Linked DNA regions of Sus scrofa: all the other regions are linked to region 1. Evidence: chromatin contacts called from public HiChIP or PLAC-seq and promoter capture Hi-C data. All regions are on one chromosome and are shown on one strand. The core of a region is the stretch at or near the end of the contact, and the rest is flanking DNA. Distances in the headings are between cores, read along the strand shown. Region 1 holds the start of DCAF6 (DDB1- and CUL4-associated factor 6). Region 2 holds the start of TIPRL (TIP41-like protein). Region 3 holds the start of RCSD1 (RCSD domain containing 1).

Evidence for each region. Promoter capture Hi-C pulls out the DNA fragments that hold promoters and counts their contacts. HiChIP or PLAC-seq counts read pairs in DNA pulled down with a chosen protein or histone mark.
Region 2: a contact with region 1 is called in a promoter capture Hi-C map of liver, with 4 times the contacts expected there. The contact joins the promoter of TIPRL here to the promoter of DCAF6 in region 1. A contact is called at or near these places in 1 of 5 promoter capture datasets (liver), 3 of 47 Hi-C or Micro-C datasets (heart right ventricle, liver and skeletal muscle) and 1 of 2 datasets of contacts at active chromatin or transcription factors (alveolar macrophages).
Region 3: a contact with region 1 is called in an H3K27ac HiChIP or PLAC-seq map of alveolar macrophages. The contact joins the promoter of RCSD1 here to the promoter of DCAF6 in region 1. A contact is called at or near these places in 1 of 47 Hi-C or Micro-C datasets (skeletal muscle) and 1 of 2 datasets of contacts at active chromatin or transcription factors (alveolar macrophages).

What each region holds. Positions count from the first base shown.
Region 1 is chr4:83,068,019-83,071,152 of Sscrofa11.1, reverse strand. It overlaps DCAF6 (DDB1- and CUL4-associated factor 6), which reads left to right and starts at 1,435. Exons shown (of 19, transcript XM_021089469.1): 1 at 1,435-1,865. The coding sequence starts at 1,769. It overlaps MPC2 (mitochondrial pyruvate carrier 2), which reads right to left and starts at 1,239. Exons shown (of 6, transcript XM_003355070.4): 1 at 994-1,239; 2 at 561-671. The coding sequence starts at 669. MIR9810 (microRNA 9810) reads right to left here and starts at 790; the gene lies at 696-790.
Region 2 is chr4:82,793,286-82,796,332 of Sscrofa11.1, reverse strand. TIPRL (TIP41-like protein) reads left to right here and starts at 1,568. Exons shown (of 7, transcript XM_001928523.5): 1 at 1,568-1,883. The coding sequence starts at 1,780. LOC100525571 (a long non-coding RNA gene) reads right to left here and starts at 1,533. Exons shown (of 3, transcript XR_001308291.2): 1 at 1,381-1,533.
Region 3 is chr4:83,402,733-83,405,813 of Sscrofa11.1, reverse strand. RCSD1 (RCSD domain containing 1) reads left to right here and starts at 1,712. Exons shown (of 8, transcript NM_001244462.1): 1 at 1,712-1,823. The coding sequence starts at 1,731.

The DNA.
Region 1 (3,134 bases), core at 186-2,685:
AAAAGGTCTAGGGAGAGCTGGTTTAGTAGTAATTTAATAAATAAGGTTAACTTTAAAAAAACTAGGCCTATGGGACAAGGAATGACACTGACTCAGAAACCCGGGTAACACATCTGCAGGCCTGTCAGCTGGAGTTTGAGGAAGTACGACCTTTACTCTAAATCCGCCGGTGCGGTACGACAGCTCTTCTCCGCGTGGGTCAATATACCACTACTCTTGGAGGAAAAGAGGAAATGAGGTTTCCTAATGGCCCAAGACCCTTTCCTGGCCGCAGAAACGGAGAAGGATGAAACCCAGAGGCCTGGTCCGGGTGTGAATGGTGCCTAAGGGATGAGGTGCAACCAAGGTCGCAAAGGGCGCTTGCTTGAAAACTAGGAGTTGATGAAAGATGCTGGAAAAGAAAACGTGAAATGCAAGAAAGAGTACACGGTTTCACTTAAAGGGAAGGGGATGGGGCTGTGGGTGACGCCTCCAGCGGCAGAGTTGTCAGCGGGCCTCTAAACGTCTCTTAGAGGGACGGGGAGGGAAGGACTCGGTGAGAGCCACTCTGGGTTCATTACCTGCTGGGTGGTTGTACAACGGCCTCAATTTTTCAGGCAGTAGGAGCTCCACTTTATCGAGAACCCGGTGGTAGGTGGCTCGCAGGCCCCGGGCGCCGGCGGCTGACATTTCTGCGGACGAGTGATCGTGGGCAGTCGGAGTGAGGGGAGAGTGGCCGCGTGCTCGTCCCTGGCTGACAATGAAGGGCACCTCGTCACTCTCCCCTGCCTCAACGCCTCTCGCCCTCCTCTTCCTCCGGGTGCCCTTCCCGTAGCTCTGCCTGACCTCTTTCCAACTACCCGCGGGCCCGCACCCAGAGAAGGTGGACGGGGCGGAGACACTGCGATGGCCCGCCCCCAGCCCGCCTACTGGCCTCCCACCGCCTAAGAGGAGGAGGGGTCATGGAAACAGGTGGCAAAAGGATTGCCTCACCGAATCAACCTCGCGTCCTACCTGTAGTGCGCTTGCGCAACTAGAACTGTCCGCGGTGATTGGCCAGCCCCGAGGCGCGGGCGGGGTCCAGAGCAAACCTCCAATTTCTCCTTGCTGCCCTGGAGGCCATGTTGGAGAAGGGAAAGTGAAGCTGCACCGCTTCTGATCCCCTTTCACTTTGGTTAAGGAGGCCCCTAGTTAAAATGGGCTTTTCGGGCCTTCCCGTGCCCCGACTAAAGATGACGCCGCACAATTCTCTTGCTTCCTTTGGAATGAGACTCGTGAGCGAAAAACTTCTGATTTCAACTCCTTCTCCCTCTAGTCCTCATTTATCCAAAAAGCATAAAGGATTTGGCTAGAGTGGTCTGAACCCATTTTTCTAGGGTAAGGGCAGCGTTGGCGCACACCTGCCTCAGTCCCCAAGGTGGTCGTTATCTCGCGAGAAGGCTTGGAAGGGAGGGTGTAGAGAACGAGGAGAGGGAGGAGTCGAGGCCGCTTCCGCCTCCTCGGTCTCCTCCTGTTGGAGGGGGGCCGAGGGAGGGGACTGTTGCTGATCTCTGGATGTTCTGGGTAGTCTGAGAGGGAGAGTATGAGGCGAGCTCTGGCCCGGGTGCGGCCAGGCTTCGGGGGCGAAGGCGCGCGGGTCGATCCTGCCGCCGCCATCTAACTCGCTGCGCCCGCGAGGCTCGGCGCGCGGATGGTGCCGGTGCGGCTGGGGTGTTGAGCCGCGTGTCCCCTCCCCTTCCTCCCCTCCCCCACGCGGTGGTCTCCCCTCCTCCCCCGGCCCGGCAGAGCCATGTCTCGGGGTGGTTCCTGCCCACACCTGTTGTGGGACGTGAGGAAAAGGTCTCTCGGGCTGGAGGACCCCTCCCGGCTGCGGAGCCGCTACCTGGGTGAGCAGGGGCCCCGGGGCGGAGGCGCTGAGGTCGCCGCCCAGAGGTGGGGGAGGGGGCCGCGCCGCGGGGGCTGTTGGAGGTGGGATAGCGCCTGGTAGGGGTCCCCCGGAGACTCAGGGATGCTGGGTGGACCTCGGCCGTCGGATTCTGCGCCCGTGTCCTCCCACGGCCAAGCCTCCCCTTTGCATGCTGCCAGCCGCCGCCCTTGCTGGGTTTTCCTCGGGGGGTCGGACCGGGGGCAGACAGTAGTGGCTAAGGTTGGTGTTAGGGTGGCTTCTGGAGTGGGACTCGGGAGAAGACTTGTCGAACCTCCCGGTGCTGCAGCGTTTAGAGCAAAAGTTGGCGCTTTAGCTCTTCTCCAGCGCTGTCCTCGCTCCGCCGAAGGACCTAAGTTTGTGTTGACCGCCGCTCCCCTACAGTCTCGGGAGGGCTTAGGTGTCGCCAGTGATGCGTTGACCACCCTCGGGGACTTTACGCTCCAAACAGACTCTATGTAAACTGTCCTGCGGCTCCGAGCCAAACCTAAAAGTGATAGCTGAGCTCTCCCCACCCCCGCGCGCATTCCCAGTTGGACTCTGGTGTTCAGTCGTTTTGACCGCTTTAAGGAGGTGTAGGATTTCACGTTCCCATTCCCCCCCTGTGAAACACACTTGGCATTTACTGTTTCTTAGTTAAGCTTTCTAAAAACAACCTTGATACTTGAGGGAACAGTATTACACTTTTTTTTCGTTTTGGGGAAAGTGGATTTGTGAGGATTCTGGGTCACGCCTGAGCTAAAAGTGGACGGATTTAGTAATTTATTTTATTTCTTCCTCTGCAAATCTTTTCATTACTCTTTTAATTTTTCTTTGAATTTGAAAATGACAGCATTAATTTTTTTCCAATTCTGTCGCTTTTTGCTAGGTATTTTTTGATGTTATTTGGTTTTGCCTTAGAATCAAAAGAAAATGACATCTCATTACGCCTAACAGTTCTGGTTTGTGAATTATTTGAGAAAAGTTAGCAAGCATTTTTTTCCCTTGCTCTTGTTTTTTGGTGTCTCAAGTGACATGAATATGTTCTCCTTGTAAAAACTTAGTAAGAATGAAGCAAAAATCCTTATTATTCCTCCCATTCCAATTTCACACACACACACCCCCTTAGAGAAGTAACAGTGTTGTTTCCTGAATAGTCTTCCAGACCTTTTCCTTTGAATTAACAAGCACATGTGTACATGTTGGAATTCTTTCCATGTCAGTAAAAATAGATCTATTCAGCTTTTTAAAC
Region 2 (3,047 bases), core at 319-2,818, 270 kb after region 1:
AAAAAAAAAAAAAAAAAAAGAAAGGGTGTGAGTGCTGTTTCCTAATGAAAAAACAAATGCCTGGCCAACAGCAGATGCTCAAATTTTGACATTCATTTGGATGAATGAATAAACAGTGGTAACTGGAATGAGTGAAGTTAAATTAAATCAACATGTTGGCTAAGAAGAAGGAGTGATTAAATCCAGCTCCAGAGTTCAGAAAAAGCCTTTTGGAGGAGATGTATCATTCCAAGGCAGATCATCCCAGGTTAGGGAAAGGGATGGGGGCTGGAGAATCTATAGTTCTAAAAGGTGCCAGGTTGACTCTGAAATGGGACAGGTCTGAGTATGACAGTTTCAAGCAGATAGAACAGCAAGAGTAAGGGCCCAAAGGTTGGGCTGAGTGCTGGTGAGTAGGGCTGAGAGGGAGTTGAAAATGGGGCCAGAAAGAAAGATTTGGGAGAAGTTCCCATTGTGGCAAAGCGGAAACGAATCCAACTAGTATCCTTGAGGATTCAGGTTTGATCTCTGGCCTTGCTCCAGTGGGTTAAGGATCAGGCATTGCCGTGAGCTATGGTGTAGGTAGCAGATGATGCTCAGATCCAGCATTGCTACGGCTGTGGTGCAGGCTGGTAGGTGTAGGTTGGATTTGACCCCTAGCCTGGGAACCTCCACATTCCTTGGGCACAGACCTAAAAAGCCAAAAAAAAAAAAAAGATTTGATAGACACCCTAAGAGCAAGGGATTTTTTTTTTTTTCTAATTTATTTTGGCCCCGCTGGCATGTGGGAGTTCCCAGGCCAGGAAAGCATACTATTTTAGGCAGCTGAAGCCAAAATCATTAGTTAAGTGGTTTGCCAAGGATGCATAAAACATCATTGTAAAAGATGATTTAGTACGGGTCTAAAGTGCTGTTTCCACTATACCAGATGCTTAGGTGATAGCTAGACCAGGAAAGTCCTGAAATGTCTGAACGATGAATTCTTTTTTTAGGGCCACACCCACGGCATAAGGAGAGTCCCAGGCCAAGGGTCAAATAGGAGCTATAGCTGCCGGCCTATGCCACAGTCACCGCAATGCCAGATCCCTTAACATACTGACTGAGCGAGGCCAGGGATCGAACCCGCAACCTCATGGGTCCTAGTCGGATTAGTTTCCGCTGCGCCACGACAGGAATTCCTGAATGAGGAAATTTTTGATAGGAGTCTTAATCGATAGCAGCTAGATGTCCAATTCTGGGTCACGTAGCTCTTGATGTTGACCTAAGCTCCTGGACTCTTAAGTGATTTTAAAATTTTGGCCTCAATGGGAAAATGTAGGGCATTTCCTCTCTACCCTAATTCACCAACACGCGAGGTAACTCGCTGCTTTGCAAAGTTGGCTAGGATCACGTTCAACTCACCTTTTCCACCGTGGAGCTTCCATTAAACATGCCCTGAGACGACGTCATTGCAGCAGCTCAGGGAGCGGTGCACCCCGACCACACCTCCTGAGTCGAGGCCTCTCCCCTCAGCATTTTCTCACCGCCTTTTTCCCGGTGCGTCTTGACGTAATACGTAGGTCACGCAACCTTGGCAACTGCTCCCGGAAGCAAAACCCGAGGGGCGGAGAAGAAGGTGGAAAGTTGGGCCTGCGTCCGGGTCGGCCGGCAGGGGGCGGGGCCGGGCATGGTAACGGCTGGGAAGCCGAGGGGGCTGGGCCGGAGCAAGGCGGAGGGAGCGGTGTCCGCTACCGCTGTCGCTGCCGCTGCCACCGCTGCTCCAACCTGTTCTGCGTAGCCCACGCGGGCTCCATCGCAGCCATGATGATCCACGGCTTCCAGAGCAGCCACCAGGACTTCTCCTTCGGGCCCTGGAAGCTGACGGCATCCAAGACCCACATCATGAAGTCAGCGGATGTAGAGAAGTGAGACTCCAGGGCTGAGATCCGGGCGCGGGCTGGGGAGCTGGGCCTGCGCGGGAGGCAAGGGCGAGCTCCCCGCAGCCCCAGCCTTCCTCTGGGGCGGAGGCTTGGACGGGACCTTTGAATGGCAACACCAGGAAATATTGCTATCACTGCCTTCTGTCCTTCGGTTCAGGTTTCAGGCGCTGCCTTCGTGAAACTGTCATTCCGCTTGGGTTTGAGCAGAGCATGACTGTTCCGGTGGACTTTCGCCTCCCATGGTTCTCTACCTGCCCCAGCCTGCGCCACCTTTAGACTATTTCTGGGTGGCTGTGACCTCTTTTCTTGGGGTTTAATAACGGAGATGATATATATGCTTGATTTTTAGCTTGTCAGGTGCTATGCCAGGCATTTAAGATACAGAAGACAATCCCGACCTCGAGGAACTCAGTCTTGTGAGAATGACAGTTATAATACAGTGTGAATTGATAGAAGTGTATATACAGGGTTATTCGAGATTATTTAGGGAAACAAGGCATGCGGGAAATTGGGATGTCTGCACTGAATCTTGATAAAGTCGGTGGAATTGGGTGAGGGTGGAAGGCATGTGTAAAGGTGGAGGGCCAGGGAAAGTGACAGCTGTGCCGCGTTTGTGATGCCTGAGCTCGACAGAATTTGGGGGTGACAGGAGACACGTGTAAAGCTGGGAGGTCAGAGAGAGTGGGAGCCTTAAAGCACTGTTTCTGTGTGATTGCAGCATGAAGGATCGGAGGGGGACTGCTGTTGTGAGAAGCCAGAGGCAAGCAGGTCCTTGGGCAGTAAAGATAACTGAGAGAACTTTTATGCCGGGCTAAGGAGTTTTGATTTGGGGGCGGGGGGGCTATGCTCGGGACATGTGGAAGTTCCCTGGCCAGGGATGGAATCCACACCACAGCAGCAACCCAATCCCCTGTAGTGACAGCAGCTGGATCCTTAATCTGCTGCACCACAAGAGAATTTAAGTAGTTTTGAGTTTTATCTGACTACCACTGGGGGTCTTTTTTTTTTTTAAGTGTTTGGCCTCACCTGTGGCACATGGAAGTTCCATGGCCAGGGGTTGCACCATAGCTGTTGTATAGTTATGCTGTAGGCCACAGGGAAAGTCCATGGGTGTCATTTTATAGAAAGGAGCGATATTATCAGATTACA
Region 3 (3,081 bases), core at 463-2,962, 330 kb before region 1:
TCTTTTTAGGGCCATACCCATGGCATATGGAGGTTCTCAGGCTAGGGGTCTAATCAGAGCTACAGCTGCCAGCCACAGCCTCAGCCACAGCGACGCCAGATCTGAGCCGCGTCTGCAACTACACCCCGGCTCACGACAATGCTGGATCCTTAACCCATCGAGCAAGGACAGGGATAGATTCGTTTCCACTGAACCACAACAGGAACTCTGAAATAATTTTAAACTTTGAGAAAATTGTAAGTTTAGTACAAAAACTCCCATACATCCTTCACCCAGAATTCCTTACAATTTTGCCAATTCTAGTAATTTATCTTTTTTCAGCTTTATTGAGATATAATTGACAAATAAAATTGTAAGATACTTAAAAGCACAAATTATGATGATTTGATATATACAATAATGTATAATATATATAATAATTCCCTTAATATACTTTATAGTCAAAGGAACCAATCTAGAAGTACATGGTCAATCCAATTGTTATTGGCTCTAGTCTCCTTTAACCTGAACCCTTCCCCAGCCTTCCCTTGACCTTCTTGACATGGGCACTTTTGGAACTCACTGTGACTTTGAGGAACGTCTTTCCATTTAGCTTGTCCAGTGTTTCTTCATGATTAGATTCAGGTTATGCACCTTGGGCCAGATTATCACAGAAGTGATGGTGTGCTCTTCTTATTACATCCCATCAGGTAGAATGTGAAGTCAATTTGTCCCGTCACTGCTGCTGTTTATTTGATCATTTGATTAATATGGTGTCTGTTAGGCTTATTCTCTGTTAAGTTACTTTTTTTCTTTGTAATTAATGAGTAACTTCTGGGGAGAGACTTTGGAATTATATAAAATCCTAGTCCTCATTCCATTTTTACCCACTAGATTTAGCATCCAATGATACTTCTTACCTAAAAGTATTACAACTATAATTGCTGTCATAAGGCAATTGTCTCATGAGGTTGCCCGACCCTGCTGGCTGCCCTTTCAGTACTTCATCATCCTCCTTGTGGCCCAACTGTTACCCTGCTACCTTCCTCCTCAGTTTACATTTCATGTGCTATCATCTTCCTCTGGGAAACCCTCCATTGCCATTCCTTGAACACATGAGCTCTCAAGTCTTGTTTTAATTTTAGTATATTCAACTCTTCCTCATTGATAGTCACTTGTGGCAGGACGAGTTTTTCGTTTTGGGTTTTTTTTTTTTTTTTAGGGCTGCACCCGCAGCATATGGAAGTTCCCAGACTAGGAGTTAAATTAGAGGAGCTGCAGCTGCCAGCCTGCACCACAGCCACAGCAACGCCAGATCTGAGCCGTGTCTGCAACCTACACCAGAGCTCATGCAACACCGTATCTTTAACCTACCGAGCAAGGCCAGGGATAGAACCTGCGTCCTTATGGATGCTAGTCAGATTCATTTCCACTGAGCCACGATAGGAACTCCCAGTATGAGTTGTTTTGTTTTATTTTTGCAGCATTCTCAGGACTTAGGGCTGAGTGTGTGTGTGTGTGTGTGTGTGTGTGTGTGTGTGTTAAAGTAAGTATTTATAGTCATGGAAGGATATTTGCTTCTTGCTCTTAATTTTTAAAATGGACAGTCAACAGCACAGTGTGGCCACTTACTAAGAGCTGATTGATTGGAGCACTTAGCAATTCTGCCTAAAAACTAAGTTACTGCATAACTTGTACCCTTCCATGATCTTTTCTCCCATCAGATTTTCTTTCCCACTGGAGACCTACCTATGGAAAAAGTCTCTACCCTTGATTTAAAGGCAGAGATCCTATTAATTTGCTTCGTTCATTCACTATTTATTGAAGGCCTGGAGCTGCTCATGGTAAGATGGGCTCCTCTGCTTAAGCTGCATCTCTGGCTTCTCTCTCTCTCTCTCTCTCTCTCTCTTTCTTTCTTTCTTTCATGGCTGCACCCACAGCATAAGGAAGTTCCCAATGAGCCTGAGCTGTGACCCTAACCACTGCAGTCAGATTTTAACCCACTTGTGCCGGGAACTCCTGGTGTTTCTTGTTCTTCATTCTGCACTGGCCTTTATTTTCTGCTTGGCTGATTCAGACTGCCAGGGTTTGTGAAGAGAGGAGAGTAAAGGAAGTGGGCCCTTGTGAGCCAACCAGTCTCCTAGAGCGGGAGGGGAGACACCCCCTCAGAGCCACTTTCCCTTCCCCTTGGTTGTCAGCTCCTCTCAGCACACAGAGCAGCAAGTCACAACCCCAGATAGCCCAGCAAAAATGGGGTGTTTGCCAGCTGGTTTATTTCCATTCTAGCTTCTGAGGATCTTCAGGAGGGACAGGAAGGGAAGATAAGAGGGGCATGGGCCCTATACCTACTCAGGGCTGCTGAAACTGAGCCCTGGGCCTCTGCCCCTTCTCCCCATTTTTCACTCCTTCCTCCCATGAAGGTCTCTGCCTCCGGCCCAGTCAGCTCTGAAAGGGCATCCCACCCTGCATGTAGGAACAGAGCTGAAGCCGAGCTAATTTGCACTGTGGATCCTGGGTCCTCACGTGGCTGAGGGAAGGCCTGAGCAGGGCGTGGGCTGCAGCTGCAAGTCACCTTGAGTGACTGCGATGCTATCTGGGCCTAACGGTTTCCTTCGGGTAAGCACTTCCGCCCTCCTGTTTGTGAAGCCAGAAGCCTGTGCTGGGGCAGCCCCGTTCTGAGCAGAGAGGAGGATGACAAATGAAATGAAAAGGCCCCATGAGTCAGACTTAGAAGACATGGTAAGAAACTACACTCCCACCACCAACTCAGTCCCCACCTTTAAAAAAAGGAAAGGGAGAAAAAATTACAAGCACAAGTAGGCTTTGCAAGGTACAAAGACACTTCCTTTTTTTTTTCCTCTGTCTTTTTTTTTTTTTTTTGGCTTTTGGCTTTTGGCTTTTCAGGGCCGCACCGCAGCATATGGAGGTTCCCAGGCTAGGAGTCTAATCAGAGCTACAGCTGCCAATCTACACCACAGCCACAGCAATGCCAGATCCAAGCCGCACCTGCGACCTACACCACAGCTCAGAGCAATGCCAGAACCTTAACCCACTGATCGAGGCCAGGGATCAAACCTGCAACCTCATGGTTCCTAGTCGGAT